Regions from separate parts of the Zea mays genome. Here region 2 is linked to region 1. The links are chromatin contacts, called in public Hi-C maps. All regions are on one chromosome and are shown on one strand. Each heading gives the region's core, a stretch centred on a gene start, on an enhancer-like site or on the middle of the called end of the contact. The rest is flanking DNA. Distances are from core to core; before and after follow the strand shown.

Region 1 (5,691 bases), core at 1,998-4,497:
GGTGGTGTCTTGTCAATGACCTCTGTCACAGCGATGATTCTTTGTCTCTTTGCTTTAGTCGTTTTCTTCGTTTTTTCGGGCTCCTTTTCCTTCTGAAAAAACTTTGTCAGTTGAGGCCCCAATGGACTTAGCTTCGCAGGCAGGGATTCAGTCATTACCTTCAAAATTTCCTCCACGTCAGTGGCAGAGTGTGATGCGGGAGTTTCTTCTTCGTTGGATACTTTTTGCTTCGGAGAAGACGCTTTCCTCTTCTTCGGAATTTTCTTCTTTGATGGTTCTTTCTCATCTTCATTTAAGGCTTCGGTTATCCTTTTCCTTTTCCGGCCTCCGACACCTTTATTCAGATTCTCGTAGTCAGGGTATTCAAAACCCAAGGCGTCCAGCACTCGATTCAGTCTTCGCTTCGGACGGGTGCCGAAGGCCGCAGTCATCAACTGATCTTCTTTTTTGGAGTAATTGCCAAGTATTTCATTGCACATTATTTCAATTGTTTCCAACCACTCTTGGCAAGGTGTTTTAAAGTATTTCTTAAACTTGTAATAGTAAGGTAACCGCACAAGTTCCCCTTCTTTCTTCTCCCCCTCTAGCTTCGGCATTTCCCATTCTTTTAAACTAGGAAAAACTCTGAAAGCCAAAAACTCCTGAACCATGTCTCTTGTACTGATATGTTCTGCAATAATTCTGAATTCATCCAACGCTTGTTGGGTTGGACCTTCTGGTGTCATGTTGCAGCGAGGTCGGGTTTCTCCGAAGATTAGTTCAAGTGGACTTTGCACAAGCTTCTCCTTGTCGTCATCAACCTTGACATAGAACCACTCCGATTTCCAGCCTGCTGCCCATTTGCTTCGGTAGCTGATTACAAGGAACTTTGTGGTTTTCCGATAAGCAAAATTATAGCAACCAAAATTGTCATGCAATTCATCTTTTCTAGCCTTCGTCTGATAGTGCAGCTCGTGAACTCGACAAAAGTTGTCCGCAAACGGCTCCACCGCTTGGCTTCGGAGGGCCCAGATATAAACACTAAGCCTAACGATAGCGTTAGGAGTCAACTGATGAAAGTAGATACCAAACCTCTTCAGTACCTCTGCAATAATCCCATGTAGGGGGAATCTTAATCCAGCCTTTAGAAAACTCTTGAAAATGACTATTTCATCCTTCTCCGGCTTTGGGGTAGTTTCTTCCCCCCCGAAGCGTAGTAGCTTCTTCTGACTTTCACTGAAATAAACCGACTTTACCATCTTGGAGAGATCAGCCTTTGAAACAGTAGACTTTCCGAAGTCCAAGTGGCTGGGTTTACTTGGCATAGCAATACGATAATCATCTTCGGGATCAGTTTCCTCAATGATTTCTTCTTCTGCTTCGGCAGTTGTTTGTTCTGCTTGTTCTGCATCAGCACTGGGGATCTTTTCCGAAGTTACCAGCCCGGATCGTTGCATCGCTACGGAGATGGGAATAGTCTCCGAACCTTCAACTTCGCCTCCCTCACGCTCAACCCTAGCGGTAGAACGCACTCTGGCCATTTAATTCTGAATTTGTGGGAATTAAATAATTTTTCTTTCGAAGTTTTTTCTTCTGACGAAGCAGGCTTCAAGCTGGAGCTTCGTTCGATTCCGAGAGTCAAGCTTCGGCTATGGTTAAAAATTTTGGCAGCAAAACAGTGCAAATAGCAATGAATGCTGTGGTAACTTCACACCTACTCGTCTGTTTATATAGTACTGCAGGTAAGAAGGCGAAGCGCCAGGATTTTTACACCAGGCGGACAGCCGCTTGCACTCGCTGCACGGTGGACCGCAGAGACCAAACAGTAACTCTGCAAGGTGGGACCGCTATGCGCTGGGAAATTGAATCGTTTCTCGACAACGAGCTCAGGGAAGGTGTTTTTTGGACCTTCGGCTTCCTGAAGCTTAGGAGACTTTTTTCACGGATCAAGCTCGTTACGAAAAACGATCTAGCACCGCGAAAGGGGCTACTGTTGGGACTATGCTTCGTCGCCGAAGGTCTTGTAGGAAGAAGCAGTTTTCGGCTGAAGCTGTTCGTATGAGATGGCCGAAGGTTCCTCTTCATGAAGCTTCGGAATTTACAAACCGACATAAAAGTAGAATGACCTTTTAGTCCATAAATGTTTGAGTCACCGTTGTAATCCCTTATGAGGGGCATAATTGTAATTCCTCACAGGCCACGCTCTGTGTCTATAAATAGGTGAACAGTACCCCTGTACTATTCACGCAATCTTGTAATCACTGGCACATTACGCTAGAATTATTGCTTTCTGCTAAAACAAAGCATTTGAGAACAAGTCCTCAACAGGATGTAAAGAATCATTTTTACAGTCCCTCACATATTCCAGCTACTGGTCCATATAAATAAAAGAAAAACAAATAATTAAAGGGTTTTTTGTAAATTTTGATATGTGTTTGTGGGCCTCCGAGTGGTGGATGTGAGGGGCTGTAAAAGATAAGGTTTACATCCGGTATGTACAAAATTTTCTTCCCTGCCCGTCAGCCCTTCACCACACATGCGTAGTCTCGCCTCCCATCGCTGCACTATGGGCCTGACGCGTCAGCGTCGTCCTCTTCATGGCTTCCAAACAACTCTAGCTCTTAACCGTCGTAGAGTTTGTTGCGATCCATGTCATGGTTGTTGGGATCCTGGCAATCCCTCAAACCATGTCGCACCCGAGTATTTAGGCTGGGCGCTTGGGCCCTTGCGCTTATAATTTGTTATCTGGAGCCCTTATCACCGGAGAGAGAGAGAGATCTGGTGAGGAAGCCGTCGCCAACGAACCGCGAGCAGCAGTGCTAAATGGACCTCGGCATGGGGTCGAGGAGGGTCTCCTATGCTCGTGGATCGCGTGCAAGCTAGTATGTGGGCGCAATGTTCCTCGGAGTATTCAGAATTGCTAACCGAAGCAAGGCCGCCGCCATGGTGCCGCTGCTCAACGGAGGCAGGTAGCGACCACTACCACATAAACCCCCGGTATGTAACCTTCATATGCTTTGCTACAGTCACAGCTACGTACATATAATTGATCGAGGTAGGTTTTGGTGAAGCTAAGCGCTGGGGCAAGTGTCTCCGGTGAGCTGTGCCACCACGAGGCTTCTGCTCTGCCGCCTGGCGACGCCGGAGAAAGGTGACGGGCTTGGACCGGTTGATCCCAAAGAGATGGATAGGATTAGAATGCAAGGTAGCAGTTCGGTGATGGAATCAGGAGCGTTGGATCAAAATGTCGTGGCCCTAATTAAATTTGGCATACCCCTTCACGGAGTTTGATTTGGGCCATAGGATCGGTGATGGAGGGCGTAGGTTAGTGCAAGATGTGGCTGCCTCTCGACCGTTGATCTGAGATTTGGCGGTTGAAGTTACGTACCAGTTCATAAAAAGCACTAATCTAATCTAGGCCATCTATCAAAGACTAAACTATTGTGATCGACTGATACCCCTTCGCCGGGAGCATTTTGCATAGGATACTTACAAAATCAACCCACCATCCATTTGTCAATTAAAGTGAATGAAAACAAATCGGGATTTTGCGGTTTAGCCTATAGAAGTTAATTTTAGGCATAAAATCAATACCAAATAAACTAGAAACTTGTATAATCTATATCTTACATATTTTAACTTTGATTTAATCCGTTCAAGTTGCCTTAGCTTCATAAAAAAAATTATCTATGCAATAACAACACTATTTGTATCATATCACATACGTGTATAATTAGATATTTTTAACCTATGTTTAGTTGATTAATCTTACAAAACAAAGTTAATATGTCTATAGTAATAAGCGGACTAAAATATAAACCTCTAATCAAGTTATAAATTATATTACCATGAATTAGTTATCATATGGGTTGGGGTCTTCTTCTCCGCTGAAGGTCCTCAAGACGAAGATATCGTTTGTAAAGTGATGTTGAGGATCTTCTTCCCCGCCGAAGGTCCTCGAGACGAAGACATTGTCTGAAAGCGATAACGATGAATGCCGAAGCTACAGCCGAAGGACGACAGCTTCAGCTTAAGGTGGCGACGAAGGTCAAGCATGATGCCGAGCCGAAGAGGAAAAGACTAGTTAATCTCTGATGATTTATGTTACGATTATGAGTACATGTTAAGGTCATAAATGTATTTTTACTCGGACTGCGTCCTGTGCCAATAAATAGTTGAACAGTACCCCCGTACTGTTCACGCTGGATTGTAATTGCTGTCGCATCAACACCTTCAAACAAACCGAAGGTATTAATGTAATATAAATTTTATTAATGTTCATATGTTTATCATGAAATAAATGTATGGATGGATGAATGAATAGCATATATTGTCTCTATGAACTCTCATTCCTATAAATGATAAAGGTGTGTCCTTCATGACCTTCGTCCAAAGATCATTATATCTAAAAGGAAATAATGCTTCGAAGGACAAAGTTCTTTAATCTTTAACAATTGTGTTGCCTTGTTCTTGATTCACAACATTTGAGAACAAGTGACCAACATTGGCGCCCACCTTCAGTGAACTCACTTCCACGACCACGACAATGGCTTCGCAAGGTGATCAAGCTGTGACACTTTTGGCTACGAAGTTGGTGCTCCCAATCATAGGCAGCTCAAGTTCCAAACCAGCCAATAAGAAGCAGAAGAACGAAGCACAAAGAAGGATACAACATGTCGGAGTGGCCCCTTCATCAATTCCAAATGGTCTCATGTACCAATCACATTTTCTCGGGAAGAGCTTCCGCTCAAGGATTACCCCCATAATGATGCCATGGTCATATCATGTGTTATCAAATGGTTCCTGGTTCACAATATCCTTGTAGACATGGGCAATGCAACAGATATTGTCTTCGCAAAAGCCTTCAGACAAATGCAAGAGCAGGATGACAAAATAAATGATGCAACACATCCCCTGTGTGGCTTCGGAGGAAGGCAGATAGTGGCACTTGGGAAAATAATAATGTCAATCACCTTTGGTTATGTTCACAACACAAGAACAGAGCAAATTGTATTTGACATTATAGACATGGACTATCCTTATAATGCAATCATTAGACGAGGGGCATTGAATGCTTTCGAAGCAACACTCCATCCAGCATATCTATGTATGAAGATACCATCTGACCAAGGTCCTATTGTTGTGCATGGAAGCCAAGAGGCTACTAGAAGGGCCAAAGAAAATTGGACGGATTCAAGGGCCATTCACAACATAGATGAAGCCGAAGCTCATCAGCAGCATAAGTATATAAGAGATAAAGTTGCTTCAGTAGATCAACCAAAGTCTATGCTTCTGTGCAAAGACATAGCTGAGCAGAAGGTGTTGTTTGGGTCTCAATTGTCTGATGAACAAGAAAAAGCTCTGTTAAAGTTCTTATTCAATAACAAGGATGTTTTTGCTTGGTCAGCCAATTATCTTTGTGGTGTCAACAGAGATGTTATTGAACACTCACTCAATGTAGACCCAGCTGTCAGACCGAGGAAGCAGAAGCATCGGAAGATGTCCGATGATAAAGCCAAAGGGGCAAGAAATGAAGTTAAAAGGCTTCTCAGTGTCGGAGTGATCAGAGAAGTAACATATCCAGAATGGCTAGCCAACACTGTTATGGTAAAGAAGGCCAATGGAAAGTGGAGAATGTGTATTGATTTCACGGATCTCAACAAGTCGTGCCCGAAGGATGAATTCCGTTTGCTAAGAATAGACTCCCCCGTA
Region 2 (5,691 bases), core at 1,280-3,779, 97 kb after region 1:
GCTAATCAAAGTTAACCTATCTACGATTATAACCTGACTAAAATAAGATAACTAATCAAGTTATACATTAGATTAAAATAGAATTTGTTATTTATTTATAATACTCTTATCACATGATTTATATTAATTAACAGGGGATACATTTTTACTATTAAATCACCTAGATCTTCTGAAAACAATATCTTTTCAACCATAACTCCGGATTTAGTGGTTCTCGAACCTAGAAGCTAGTTCCAAAGCGTAGATCATTATTATGCAGTTTGTTCTTATATTTGGTGTGATGTTAATTTTTCTATACCATGTTTGTTTGTATTGCTACGAATAGCAGTGAGGTCACGAAAATCTGAAGATCATCCTGGTACCTGGAATCTCGAGTCTCAGGCAAGTTGTGCTCTTGATCACTTTTCTTAACCCAAAAATATTCCTGTTAATCACTATGACATGCTTAGGTTAATCTGATGGGACCTAATAGGTTTCCCTAGACTTATTTATCCTACACCTTGTTTACCACTGAACTTTTGGGTAGCTTTGCTATTGCTCTATCTGGTTTTGGGATTAATATTACATTATGATCATGTTCCAATTATAATGTTGTTTTAATTATTGTTTATGACAAGATCATTGTGTTAATTGGAACATAGAGTTTAACTTGAGAAACACGTGCCACTACAAGGATGGGACGCACTTGGCTGACTAATTAGGAAAACTAGTGGAGGACTACCTTGCCCGAAAGGGGCAAGGGCAGTAGGTGAGTTGGCGTGTAGGGAAGTTCTCGGGTTGGTTTTGCTGCGATGGCGGTCAGACAGAGGATCCCTGCATTGCGCTCCTTAGAAAATGTAGCGGGTTTTCTGAAGCTAGTGGAACTTTGTAAATGCCTCGTAGTGTTATCCTACCTCGTCTCCTCGGTAGAGATGAATGAGACTTCTAGACCCCTTGGCAACCGGGTGACATGACTTGTGGGTAAAGGGTAAAACCTCTGCAGAGTGTAAAACTGGTATACTAGCCGTGCTCGCGGTCATGAGCAGCTCAGGACTCTCGCATGATTAATTTATGGAATTGAATTCAATTTATCATTTGCATCGCATTGTGGTTTATTATTAATTTTGATCAATTATTACTCTGGTTTTGTATCTACTTATACTTAGTAACAGCTAATAAAATTTTGACCAACTTTAAAAACAATGCTTAGCTTTAACCATCCTCTTTGGTAAGCCTTACACTTCACATGAGCTCCCACTTTTGGCGAGTTCATGCACATTATTCCCCACAACTTGTTGAACGATAAACGTATGTGAGCTCACCCTTGCTGTCTCACACACCCACAGGTCAAGAACAGGTACCGCAGGATGAGGCACATGGAGGATGCTGTGATGAGTTCGTGAGAGATCTAGACCATCGTCTCCCAGTCAACTGTGGTTGCTGGATCATTGTCTTCATATGATGTAATTATTTAACTATTTTGTATATAACTCCTATTATATAGTAAATATGTGACATTCGTTTCTGTACCATGAGTCGTCATATGTGTGAGACCTGGTACTAGCACACTTGGTGATTACGTTCGCGCCCGAGTTTCGGGTACTTAAAACCCGGGTGTGACAGCGACGCAACCTCGAAGACAGGCCTAGAGCCTTCAGAGTGCCACGCGAAGGTACCGAAGCTTCGCTGCCCGAGATTAGCAACCGGTCCCGAGAATTCCTCACCGGAGTTGAACTGGAGCAACGATGCTGCCCCTTCCGTAGACCACACGCCCTCACATCTGCATCTTCGGTAAGGATACCCTCACACAATTGCCTTGTCCTAAGCTTCATGTAGCGCTCGTTCTTAGTTGGAATCGTGCATCGTGGCGCTGGTTCGCTCTACGCCGGCCGTGCCTCCGCGGCTGGCAAGCACCGCTATGCTCCGCCGTAGAGGTTGATGGCGCGTCCCTGACCATTGAACGACCAGCCTCGGGATTAGACGAATGTATACCATTTCGGTGCATAAGGTCTACGCCGTTGATCGGCTAACTAATGGATTAGATCGGATCGGATCACGCGTGGGTGTCTCCTGGGCCGTCGATCTTCAATCCAATGGTCCCTGGTCACGTAACGGGTTAACGGTTTTGGGGTTTTAATCTGGTGCGTTGTGCGCAGATTGGATGGCTGTCATGCGTCGATACCCATTGGCCAACGATTTTCTTTTGCATTTTGCAAAAGAGACCTTATGTTTTGATAAAATAAACATAGAATGATGCCGTTCTATCCTCGAAATCTAGAACGAATTATGGAACCAAACACTACCTTAGACAAAAACGACCGACCGTAATTTATACTAAATCAAAATAATAATCAAGAGAAGAATAATGATTACTAAACTTTATTGGAAAAATGAAACCAAATTTGAAATAGTATAATCTAAAAATATTTAACAATATAAGAATTTGAAATTATTGGAGACTAGCAACTTGCTAAATACTAGTTGACGGAGCATTTTCTAGGAATCAATGGAGTAGAAAAGAAAGATAAATATCTCGGCCGAATTGGTCCCCAGCAAAACGCGCCTCGTCCCTCAGGCCTCAGTGTCCGCGCATTTTACAACACGGCCACACCAACGCCACGACATGGACGCCGCCGCCGCCGCCTCACTGTTGCCCCGCGCCGCCGCCTCCTCACTGTTGCCCCGACGCGTTCTCTCTCCTCTCCATGTTTCCCGAAGCGGCCTCCTTCCCCGTCAAAGCTCCTTCCTCGCTGCTCGCTGTGCCCACTCCCGTGCCCCTCCTCCACATCCGCCTCTGCCGCGCGCCGACTGCGATGATGCTGCCGCCAAGGCGCACCCGCGCCTCCGTCTCCGCCTGCTTGCGGAGGAGTTCCGCGCACTCCCATCTGACGCAGATCGCGCGCGCCGGCTCCTCTCACTCGCGGCCGCGCTGCCGCGGCTCCCGGAGCCCGACCGCGCCCAGGGCAACCGCGTCATGGGCTGCGTCGCGCGGGTGTGGCTCGTCGCTCGCTGCAACGCGTCAACGGGCTGGCGGATGTGGTTCTCGGCGGACTCCGACTCTGACCTCTCGCGTGGGTACTGCGCCTGCCTCGTCGCCGCGCTGGACGGGGCCAAACCTGAGGACGTCCTCGCCGTCGACCCCGCCGATCCCGACCTCGCGCCGCTCGGGGCGGGGACAACGGCGGCCTGGTCGCGGGCCAGCACGTGGCATAATGTGCTTGTCGGCATGCAGAAGCGGGCGCGCACGGCCATCGCGGCGCGCGAGGGTAGGCACCCCGGGAAGCCGTTTCCGTCGCTCGTCATCGCGCGCGACGGCGCCGTCAGCGCGCAGGGCAGCTATGCCGAGGCCCAGGTGAGCTCCTTCAGCTCCTGATCCTCATGCTTGCTCCGTTGATTTAGTTGGCTACATGAATGTTCGTGGCACTGTTGGTCTCGAACGGCTTGCTACAATGTTCCTGGCACTATTCTCGCCTCAACAAGTGGCCAATTACTACTATCTTTCTAGTTTCTACAAAGAAGTTTTGCTTTGCTTAGGTAGATTCGACGTGAAGAATCTGCCAAGGATGGGGCTCCATTTCCCTTTTTTCCACTAAAGTCAGCAACGCCGAAATAAAAGATATCTTTTCTATTGGCTCATGCATTTTTCCTTTTTTTGGTCGGCAGACTCTGGTCAGCCTGCGTATAGGGAATGAACCAGCTAGTGTCAACATCAGCCTTATTTTCCCACTTTGATTGGCCATATTAGCATCTTGCTTACTTGGGAATAATACTAAAAAGATCGCACTCAGCCTTTTCCACAGAGGTTTTCCTATTTTATTTTTATTTTTTTGCCAGGGAACTTTGGGGAACTTGTGTGGTGTCTCTACAACTGTAAATGTGGAAAATGAAGATTAGTTGCTTCTTAGGAGTCTATGAATTCACCACGATGGAATGATTACTCTAGCATTGTAAAAGAATAATAATCATATAGTCGCAAAATAATCACATGAAAGCTGTAACAATCATTATATCATCGATCCCCATCAACTTTCCAAAACACCACTAACCTATCTAGTTCAATTGACCTGTTACTGTAGCTGTTTTAACACCACAGTACCCTCATCTATTGTAGCTTTCCTCGTCCTTGTGAGTTTGTGACCTTGTCCCAACTCTCAACCCAAGAAAAAAAGACGTGTGATATGAGCCATGTCCCATCTAACCTATGCTCTTCTTTTTGAGCTTTAATTGCAGAAGGGGAGACCCCACTAAGGGCTGGTTTGGTGACCAGAGAAATGTAGGGATCTATGGAGAGGAATTCCCTTGCTATTCAATTCCACCCTCATGGATCTCCTATATTTCCTGGTCACCATGAATAGCAAGGGAATTCCTCCTCCATGGATCCTCTACATTTCTCTGGTCACCAAACCAGCCTAAGAGTTTTATTAAAAATAAAAGGGTAACTTCACCACTGTACAAACAAGGAGAGAGGGTTAAGAACCAGGAAGCTACAACTATGTGAACTGCACAAGCTGTACAAGCAGAAACAAGACCGGTAGTGTTGGAGGCTTTCTTCTCCGCCGAAGGTCTTCTAAGCAAAAACACCTTCGACAAGATAACAAGCAAGCAGCTGTGGCATGAAGTCGTATGCCGAAGCTACAACTAAAAGAGCCTCGGCATGATGACACGCTTGAGACGAAGGGTGGCACCGACTTAAAGAGGAAAAGACTGCATAGTCCCTGATAGTTGCGTCATAATCATGATTAGTTATCAAGGGCATGAATGTAATTTTGTCCGGACCGTGTCCCGTGCCTATAAATAGATGAACAGTACCCGTACTGTTCACGCTGACTTGTATTCATTTGCACGTCACTCTTGGATTCTTACCTTCTGTCAAGCCGAAGGTATAAATGTGATTTAATATCGTAAATATTTGTTCATGATTATTTAATGAGGATAAAGATAATCTAATGATTTGATATGAATATTCTTTATATGTTCTATATGTTCCTGCTTATCATTACATATTGAGATGATGAAGGTATATCCTTCATAACCTTCGTCTTAAGATAATTATATCCTAAGGGAGATAATGCTTCGAAGGACGAAGGTCTTTAACCATTAACATTTGTGTTGTCTTGTTCTTAACTCGTAGCATTTGAGAACAAGTGACCAACAGACAGTAAACTAGGCTTATAAAAAGGGAGAGAAAAATAGGTCTTTTGTCTTTTTCGAGCGGCACAATCGAAAAGTCTGCAACTAGGCTTCCTCCAAGAATTCCAATTGTTAAAGGAAGGACGACCGTGATCAAATATTCCTTTGCTTCATGATGACATCAAGAGGCACACACACCAGGAGAAATCAGCTGTAGTTATTGTTGGCATTGCCCATTATTGTAGCTGCCCTGTAGGATGATATAAGAATGACAGACAAATAAGCTGGGCGATAGTTGGTCATCATAATCCACACAAGAAGTCGACATTCTAGTGTGTCCAAGGATCAGTTGCAGCAGTGTGATGTTGGATGCTTAAGAGCTCTAAAGCTTATTAGATGGCTTTGAAAGAAACAAGGCACTAGGATATTAAATTGCTTGTCTTGTCCTCTATGGTCGATAGGGATGTATATTTATATAGACAGGAACTTGATTACAACATCCAAAACTCTGCATAGTCAATGTCTTAGTAATGCCATCTGCAACTTGGTCCTTTGTAGATATAATTCTGACCTCCAAAACTA

Evidence for each region. Hi-C and Micro-C count contacts between places; a contact is called where the count stands out from the background.
Region 2: a Hi-C map of leaf shows a contact between it and region 1, with 2.3 times the contacts expected there. The contact joins the promoter of LOC103650090 here to the enhancer-like site in region 1. A contact is called at or near these places in 2 of 25 Hi-C or Micro-C datasets (endosperm and leaf).

Annotation. Positions count from the first base shown.
Region 1 is chr3:53,014,529-53,020,219 of Zm-B73-REFERENCE-NAM-5.0, forward strand. No RefSeq gene overlaps it. Among protein-coding and RNA genes, the nearest start is that of LOC118476660, 37 kb to the left of the region's middle. Within about 2 kb of position 3,248, at least 9 of the 20 cell types and tissues checked have an H3K27ac peak or open chromatin away from gene starts, as enhancers often do. A contact at or near this core is called in leaf, where this site is marked.
Region 2 is chr3:53,112,328-53,118,018 of Zm-B73-REFERENCE-NAM-5.0, forward strand. It overlaps LOC103650090 (quinolinate synthase, chloroplastic), which reads left to right and starts at 2,530. Exons shown (of 7, transcript XM_008675751.4): 1 at 2,530-3,331. The coding sequence starts at 2,603.